Linked DNA regions of Mus musculus: region 2 is linked to region 1. A link is a contact called in public promoter capture Hi-C data. All regions are on one chromosome and are shown on one strand. Each heading gives the region's core, a stretch centred on a gene start, on an enhancer-like site or on the middle of the called end of the contact. The rest is flanking DNA. Distances are from core to core; before and after follow the strand shown. Region 1 holds the start of Ephx2 (epoxide hydrolase 2, cytoplasmic). Region 2 holds the start of Stmn4 (stathmin-like 4).

Evidence for each region. Promoter capture Hi-C pulls out the DNA fragments that hold promoters and counts their contacts.
Region 2: a contact with region 1 is called in a promoter capture Hi-C map of neutrophils, with 3 times the contacts expected there. The contact joins the promoter of Stmn4 here to the promoter of Ephx2 in region 1. A contact is called at or near these places in 7 of 39 promoter capture datasets (the C10 cell line, the HPC-7 cell line, embryonic stem cells and 4 more) and 2 of 9 other capture datasets (adipose tissue and liver).

The regions. Positions count from the first base shown.
Region 1 is chr14:66,122,704-66,126,423 of GRCm38.p6, forward strand. It overlaps Ephx2 (epoxide hydrolase 2, cytoplasmic), which reads right to left and starts at 1,819. Exons shown (of 19, transcript NM_007940.4): 1 at 1,632-1,819. The coding sequence starts at 1,732.
Region 2 is chr14:66,342,277-66,345,996 of GRCm38.p6, forward strand. It overlaps Stmn4 (stathmin-like 4), which reads left to right and starts at 2,020. Exons shown (of 6, transcript NM_019675.3): 1 at 2,020-2,135. Gm41183 (a long non-coding RNA gene) reads right to left here and starts at 1,453. Exons shown (of 3, transcript XR_874729.2): 1 at 1,412-1,453.

The DNA of each region.
Region 1 (3,720 bases), core at 569-3,068:
GACAGAAACTTTTCCAGAACAGCAGCTGAGGAAGATACAAAGTCACAACGAGCCAGAGAGGGAGGAAGCTACACTGAGCATAGGAACACGGTATTCAGCCAGGGAGGCTACCTACTGTGTGATCAAGCAAGGCTGAGGCCACCTACAGTGTGATCAAACAAGCCGCTCTCTGCATCCTTTGGGTTGACTTGCAAGATTTCTATAGTATAAAGGTTAATCCCGGTTGGCCTTTGTTATCATAAGAATTCAAGAACCATCAAATGAGGCAGATCTCCCAGACTCAAGCTGCCCTTAGGCCTCTTCCCCTCAGTGGTAATTTGAAATTACCCATTTGTTCTTTTCCTTGGGTGATACTAGAGTGATCTTTCATTTTTTTTTTAATTTTTTTAAAAATAAATATGTTTTCCTCCTTTCTGATTATAAAACATCTTTTTTAAACTGAAAGTTTGGAAAATAAAAAGAGAAAAAAGTAGAAAAAAATTATACATGAACTCAGATACAATGAATGATGTCTGGATCTTTAAAAAATTATTGTTATTACTTCTTAAATTACATGTAGCTGGGTGGTGGGGGTGCCTTTAGTCTCAGCACTTAGAAGGCAAAGACAAGCGGCTCTTTTGAGTTCGAGGCTAGACTGCTCTATAAAGCTAGTCCCAGGACAGCTAGGGCTACACAGAGAAACCCTGTCTTAAACAATGGCCTTAAATTATGTGTTTGTGTGTGCATCTGTGCATACAGGTATCATAAGACGTCAGAAGGGGGAGTCAGATCCGCCGGAGCCGCCTGACTTGGTTGCTGGGCCTCAAAAGTTCAGCAAGAACACCTTTCTTTCTTTCTTTCTTTCTTTCTTTCTTTCTTTCTTTCTTTCTTTCTTTCTTTCTCTTTCTTTCTTTCTTGTTTGTTTTTGTGTTTTGCTTTTTTTTTTTTTTTCGAGACAGGGTTTCTCTGTGTAGCCCTGGCTGTCCTGGAACTCACTCTGTAGACCAAGCTGGCCTCAAACTTAGAAATTCGCCTGCCTCTGCCTCCCAAGTGCTGGGATTAAAGGCGTGTGCCACTATTGCCCTGCTCTTCCAAAGGTCCTGAGTTCAAATCCCAGAAACCACATGGTGGCTCGAAAGAGCACTTTCTTAACTTTAGTCGTCTCTCCAGTCCCATGTCTGGATATTTTGATATATTTATTCCAGACATTTTCTACTGTTTCCTGCTTCCTCCCTCCTCGGTCTGAATCAGAGCTACTACTTTCTGATATTAGTGACTGCCTCCCAGGTTCCCGTTTCCCTGGGCTGTGGGACATTTCTGTAACCTGCTCTTGCACTAGTTCTCCTATAACGCTGGCCTAGGACTGAACTTTCTTGTAAATCGCGGCGGGTATTTTAAAGACCCAGTTCAGTAGCATTAATCCGGCAGCAAATGGTAATAACGCCTCTTTTCATGAAGGAGTTTTTTTTTAAAGCAAGTTTTAATTACTTAGCATTTAGAAGGGCAATAGATCTACTCGTGCACGCTGGCATTTTAACACCAGGTAATGATTTTGATCTTGCCCAGGCTCACCTGGAAAGCAATTTGAAACCTGGGCTGGACGTATGGACAGGGCACCAGGCGGGACACTGACCCAGCGCGGCTCCCCTTACCTAGGCAGTGCCAGGGCCTCTTCGCTGCGGCGGAAAGCCCCGGCGATAGAGGGGAGGGCCAGCACTCCGTCAAGGTCGAACGCGGCTACACGCAGCGCCATGGCGGCCCGGGCTGCAGCGTCAAGCTGACACAGACACGAAGCTGGAAGGCTGTGGCCTAGAGTGGGGAGGCTGGCTGTGGGAACCTAAGATTAGGGTCGTGCCAATCTCAGCACCGCCCCTCGCCCCGCCCCGCCCCGCCCCGCCCCGCCCAGTACTGACACTGCCCTGCCTACTGATCAGCTGCCTAGCCCGGAGCTTCTTGCTGGATGTCCCACCCAAGTGTCAATCCTGGTCTTGGCCACTTTTTCCTCCTTAGCCTAAGGACTAGAAACCCTGCCAAGGCTCCCCAATTCTCAGACTTTGACCGTTTGGAAACAGGCTTGGTATGGGGAGAGAGGGGTCTTGAGGAGGCAGGTTGGAGGAGACGGAATATTCTAAACATTTTCTCCTTCAGTATTTGGTCTTGATTGGCATATCCCATGTATGTTGGGATCTGTGGACCCTCTTCTCTAAATGTGGTCCACATCTTTGCAACCCCCTCACATCTGCCTGCTTCTTCTAGCAGTGTTTCTGGAATGCAAGACAGCCTCCTGTCTTGGTGTGCTAACCCAGAATACTTTTTCTCTTGAGGATTAAAAGAAATTAATCGAGTCTGTTTCCTTTTTCTACACTGTATTGTTTAAAAGTGAGCTGGGCTTCTTGGAGGTTTCTGGAACCTTCCTGCCCCTTGGCCCAGTGCTCTCCCTAGTTAAGAGAAAAAAGAGAAACCTCCTCTACTAATGAGTTAATTAACAAATCCACCGTTTAGTCCAAGGCTGTTGTGAAAGACTGCCTCCCTTACTGAAACCGGGAATTGGCTTCTTCCTTTGCTCTGGTTGCTGCGTGTTAGGTGGTGGGAAATGGCCCTACTGTGGGTTAATTTTTGTGAGTCTTTCAGACACTTCCTCTTCTTGCCTCAAGTCTTGTCTGGGGCAGTTTGTGTTTTCTGAGATTCACACCTAAGAAATGGAAAGTGGCTGAAAATGTGGGGGTGTTGCCCTGAGAACAGAAAGGGTCTTTTGAGAGTGCCTGTAGTGGATGGAGTGTTTAAGAAATAAACGAGATAGCTGGGCATGGTGGTGCACTTGGGAGGCAGAGGCAGGCAGATTTCTGAGTTCGAGGCCACAAAGTGAGTTCCAGGACAGCCAGGGCCATATAGAGAAACCCTGTCTTGAAAAACTGAAGAAAAAAAAAAGAAAGAAAGAAAGAAAGAAAGAGAGAGAGAGAGAGAGGGAGGGAGGGAGGGAGGGAGGGAGGGAGGGAGGGAGGGAGGGAGGGAGGAAGGAAGGAAGGAAGGAAGGAAGGAAGGAAGGAAGGAAGGAAGGAGATGGTCCTGGGCCTGAAGACAGAACGAGAGAGAACGTGAGCTGGGTATGGTCCCGTCTGCCTGTAATTCCAGCATTCCAGATGCAGAGGTAGAAGGCTCAAGCACTCAGTGTTAACCTCAGCTGCATATATAAGCTTGTATACAAACTCTTAAATAAGTCTCTGATTTGACAGACTTTCCTTTGAGTTCCAGATTTGCACATCCAACAACTTTGCTTGGCCATGAAATGGTCCTCCAAGGCTCCAGACTAAGGCTGAACTCTGCTTTGGTCTCACCTTCAACAACGGCTCCTTCCAAGAGCCTATGACTTGGTTAAATCTTCTCTAAAGATTTGACCCCCAACCAATGGCACTGTTATGAGAGAGCCAAACTTTGAAGAGTTGAAGGCCCAAGGGAGGTCTTCTGGTCATTGGAGATACGTCTTTCAAGAATATATTGGGACCCTGGCCCCTCATTGTTTCTCTCCTTTGCATTCTGTCCCTGAGGTGACAGGTTTTGTTATGTACTGTTGCTTTGAGGTCAATGAGGTCAACCATTCGTGGGAAGACATTTCCAAATCTGTGAACCAGAAAATACCCTTTCCTTCTCTAAGCTAATAACCTTTGGTATTGTTATGATAGTAGACAGTTGGCCCCCAAACAGGAGATTCCTATGTTACTACTTAACACAAACCTTGGCCCA
Region 2 (3,720 bases), core at 770-3,269, 220 kb after region 1:
GCCAGAGCTAGCTAATCTGTGTGGTGTTTGGAGTTCCAGACTCCCCAGGCTGGGAAGGGCAGATTGGGGAGGGGAGAGGGTTCCTCTTGACAGCAATGTGGCTACACTTTGCAATTTGCTTAAATTTGGACCCCAGTCTGGTATGGTAAGAGACACCTCTGAGTCTGATCTGGGTCCTCGGCTGGTGGGATGTGGCAGTGCTCATTGAATTTCAGTCTGAATGGCATTCCTCCCTGGCTGCACTCCTGAGGGTGATGCCTGAAAAAACAGCCAGATGTGTTCTGAAACCCAAGGCCCCTGCCAAGCAGCATAAGGTTAGCTTCTTTTCCTGGTGTGGAGTTGGGGGTTTGGAAATGTCTGTCCAAAAGAGACACTTGCAGAATAACATAGGGTGACGGGCAGAGAGAAACCAACCCATGCACTGTGGCTGTGGCAGGTAGATGAAAGGTAAATGTCAGGATCAGAGGCTCCAAGACAGTCGACCAGTGAGCTGCGGCTGCGTGTGGCAGCCACCACTTCAGATACGCACAAATGCTATTGCTGTTAAAAACTCTCCTCAAACCTGGGTGTGGTAGTGTATGCCTTTCACACCAGCTCTCACAAGAGAGGAGAGAGGCAGGTAGCTCTCTATGAGTTCAAGGCCAGCCTGGTCTACATAGCAAGACCATGTCTCAAACAACAATGAAAAAGAAAAAAAAATTCCTCATCTCAAAGTCTGGGTTGAATTCAATGTGATTTGTGTGTTCTCAGTCTAGGGGATGAGGGTGAGGGTGAGGATGTGTGATGCCAATCAATACCAAGCAAATCTTTCTCAAAGATAGTCAAACACGTGAAAGAAGGAAGTCTGACTCAGGAGGACAGATATTGTATGATAGCTTCCACTAAGCGCCCAGGACAGGCATCTTTATTGAGCTGCGCAGGAGACAGAGGTTGGGGAAGGTGGATTTATGGTTTGAGGGTATGGATGGAAGTTAGGAGGGATGAGAGAGTTCTGAAGATGGGAGGTGACGGGCTTTACACAGCATGGTGGCTGCACAATCACCAATCGGAATGTATTCTTGGGAGTAGTTAAAAGAATAAACTTCACAGTTTGAATATATTACAACAACATAGTGCACCCTTCTAAGAAAAGGGAATGAACTGAAGGAAGACTGGAGGTGAGGACAGGGGATTCATAGGAGGGAACTTAGAGGGGGAGTTCTGCTCCACAGGGCCATTTGTCCTCCCTCCCCCTCCCCCCTGCAACAGCTGCCTGCAGCAGACGGGCAATGTGTGACCAGCTGATGCATTTGCACAGAGGGTCCCCTCAGTCCCCAAGGAAAGCTATCACCAGTGATCCATCTCTGTTCTCCAGGAATCCACCACATTTAGGAATGCCCTTGGTGTAATGATCTCCAGTTTAATTTCCTACCTGTGGCTCCCTCTGATTGGCCCAGGCTGGCCGAGTGGGCTGTGAAGACACATTAGTGCTACGTAGATTCTGTAAAAGAGAGGGAGGAGCGTGTTTTTGAGGCGTGCAATGGGAAACCCTACATTCCTGGGACACCTGTGAGGTTAGAGCTCTCACCGGCTCCTGGGGATTCTTCAGTTTCCCCCTCCCATCTAAACTATTCTCCACATGTGTCAGCACCAAGTCTTCAGGGGGATGTATTTAGGGGTCATCTGCCCTTACTCTTGCTCCTCTAGATTTTATAGTCTCCCTACCCCAGATTTGAACAGCTAAAGATTCCTCAAGTCATCCATCCTTCCCCTAGCTAGAAAGCTGCCAGCTGTGCTGGAACCTCCACCTTTTCATACCACACCCTCTCCTGACTCCTGGTCATCCTCTCCCCTTCTGCTTCCCCAGCCCCACAGGCAGCCGGTGCGTGTGGGGCGGGGGTTGGGAGGGGGCGAGCAGGCTCTTTGTCTGACATCATCTTTCACTCCCCAGCCTTCTAAGTTACTCACTCAGGCAACCCCGGCTCCACCAAAGGAGACTGTCCAATTGCCAAGCAACCCACCGCTAGCCAATCAGGGAGCTCGGAGGTGATGTCATGATGAGAGCCCAGCAGTGGTGCTGATGTTGAGAGAAGCCCAGGGTACCACTAATTGAAGGAGTGAGAAGAGAACAGCTCGCTTTGGAAACCGGACTGCAGGTAAGTAAAACTGAGATATGGACAATCGGAGGTGGGGTGAGGGCGGGGGTTTTAAACAAAAGAAACAAAACAGCAGCCACAGAGGAGAGAGAAACCGGAGGGTCTGGTGTCTATTGTGTTGCCTTTGGTTTCACTGAGTGGATTAAACTTTGTCAAATTCTGGGGGGAAGCAGGGTGAGGCAAAATGATGGCGCTTGAAGAGGGGCGAGGGTGGGTTCAGGGCATCATTTTTGTTCCAGATGAGTGGGATATGTCGGAGGTTCAAGCTGAGTTATTTCTTCATTTTAAAAAATGTTTGGTTTTGGGAGAGGAAGGTTTACTGGAGCTCGGCTTCCTCTGGGGCTGCTCTGACTGAAGACCCTATTTCAGTGGATGAAACTCTGTGAAATTTTCATCTGTTCTTGTTGTATTTGCTTTTCGGGACTATCTTGTCTTTCTTCCTTAGTTCTGTGCAGTCTTGCTTTTTCTCTCTTGGCCCTAAGGATACAGTGAGATCATCCCCTCTTCCTTGCCCCGCCCCACCCTGAGGTTAGCCTAATTCTAACTGGCTCAGCAACTGGCTCTAAGGCAGAGGATGCAAGCTTGCAGGACTGCCACACCCAGGCTCTCTGATCTTGACCAGTCACAGCTAGCCCCCTTCAGGCTCAGCCCACAGCCCCAGCCAGGAGTTTTAGCATCCCCTCACCCCCACATATAGGGATCCAGAGCTTTGATGTCCGTCTGATAGCTGTGTTCCCACGTGGCAGCGCTGTCTTTGTTTTATATCTCCCAGGAAAATTATATCTGCCCAGGTGTGGAGGAGCCTCATTGTCCTCAACCTGGACAGTTCTTGGGGAGACTTTAGAGGACAGGTCAGACAGCTTTAGGTCACCCTCTGAAGACCCCAAACAGGGATACCCTATACCCCAACACCAAGCAGCAGATGGGATGACCTGATGGTGACCTGCTGGAGTTCTGAGGGGGGAAGGGTAGAGATGGAATGTGTGGGAATCTGTCTCCCCTAAGGTTGGGTCCTCTGGGGGGTGGGAGTTCTCCCTCAGATGGGTGCTTGGGAGATGAGATCATGCACCAGATGTGGAAATAATGATAGTGGTGGAGGGAAGCAAAGACAAAGGGGGCAGGTCAATGTAAAGCCAGAAGGCAGCCACAGCCACCCAGTTCCATGCCCTTGCCGCCAGCCCACCTTGCTCCCTGCCTGTGGATAAAGCTGTGTTCTTGGTCCTTTCCTAAGCTGCTGAGATCCCTCTAGCTGGCTCCAGACTTCTTTCCCCCAACTCCACCCATCTGGAACAACTGGGAAGTGACCTGCTAGGTGGGTCCATCACAGAGCCTACTGCCTTGTGGGAAGTGAGAGCCCCATCCCTGACCTGACAGCATGGGGGTGGGGGCTGGATGACACCCAGCAGAGAGATACTAGGCATCTTTATATTACTGTGAAGGTTATGTCAGATCAGGGTCTTTGAACTGCAGACTGAAATCTAACTAGGATAATGAGATCAATTTTGTAGAATGTAACTGATATTTAAAAAATACAATTAGACTGGACAGAGTGGGTGGGGTGGGGTGGGGGAAGGCAGAACACACC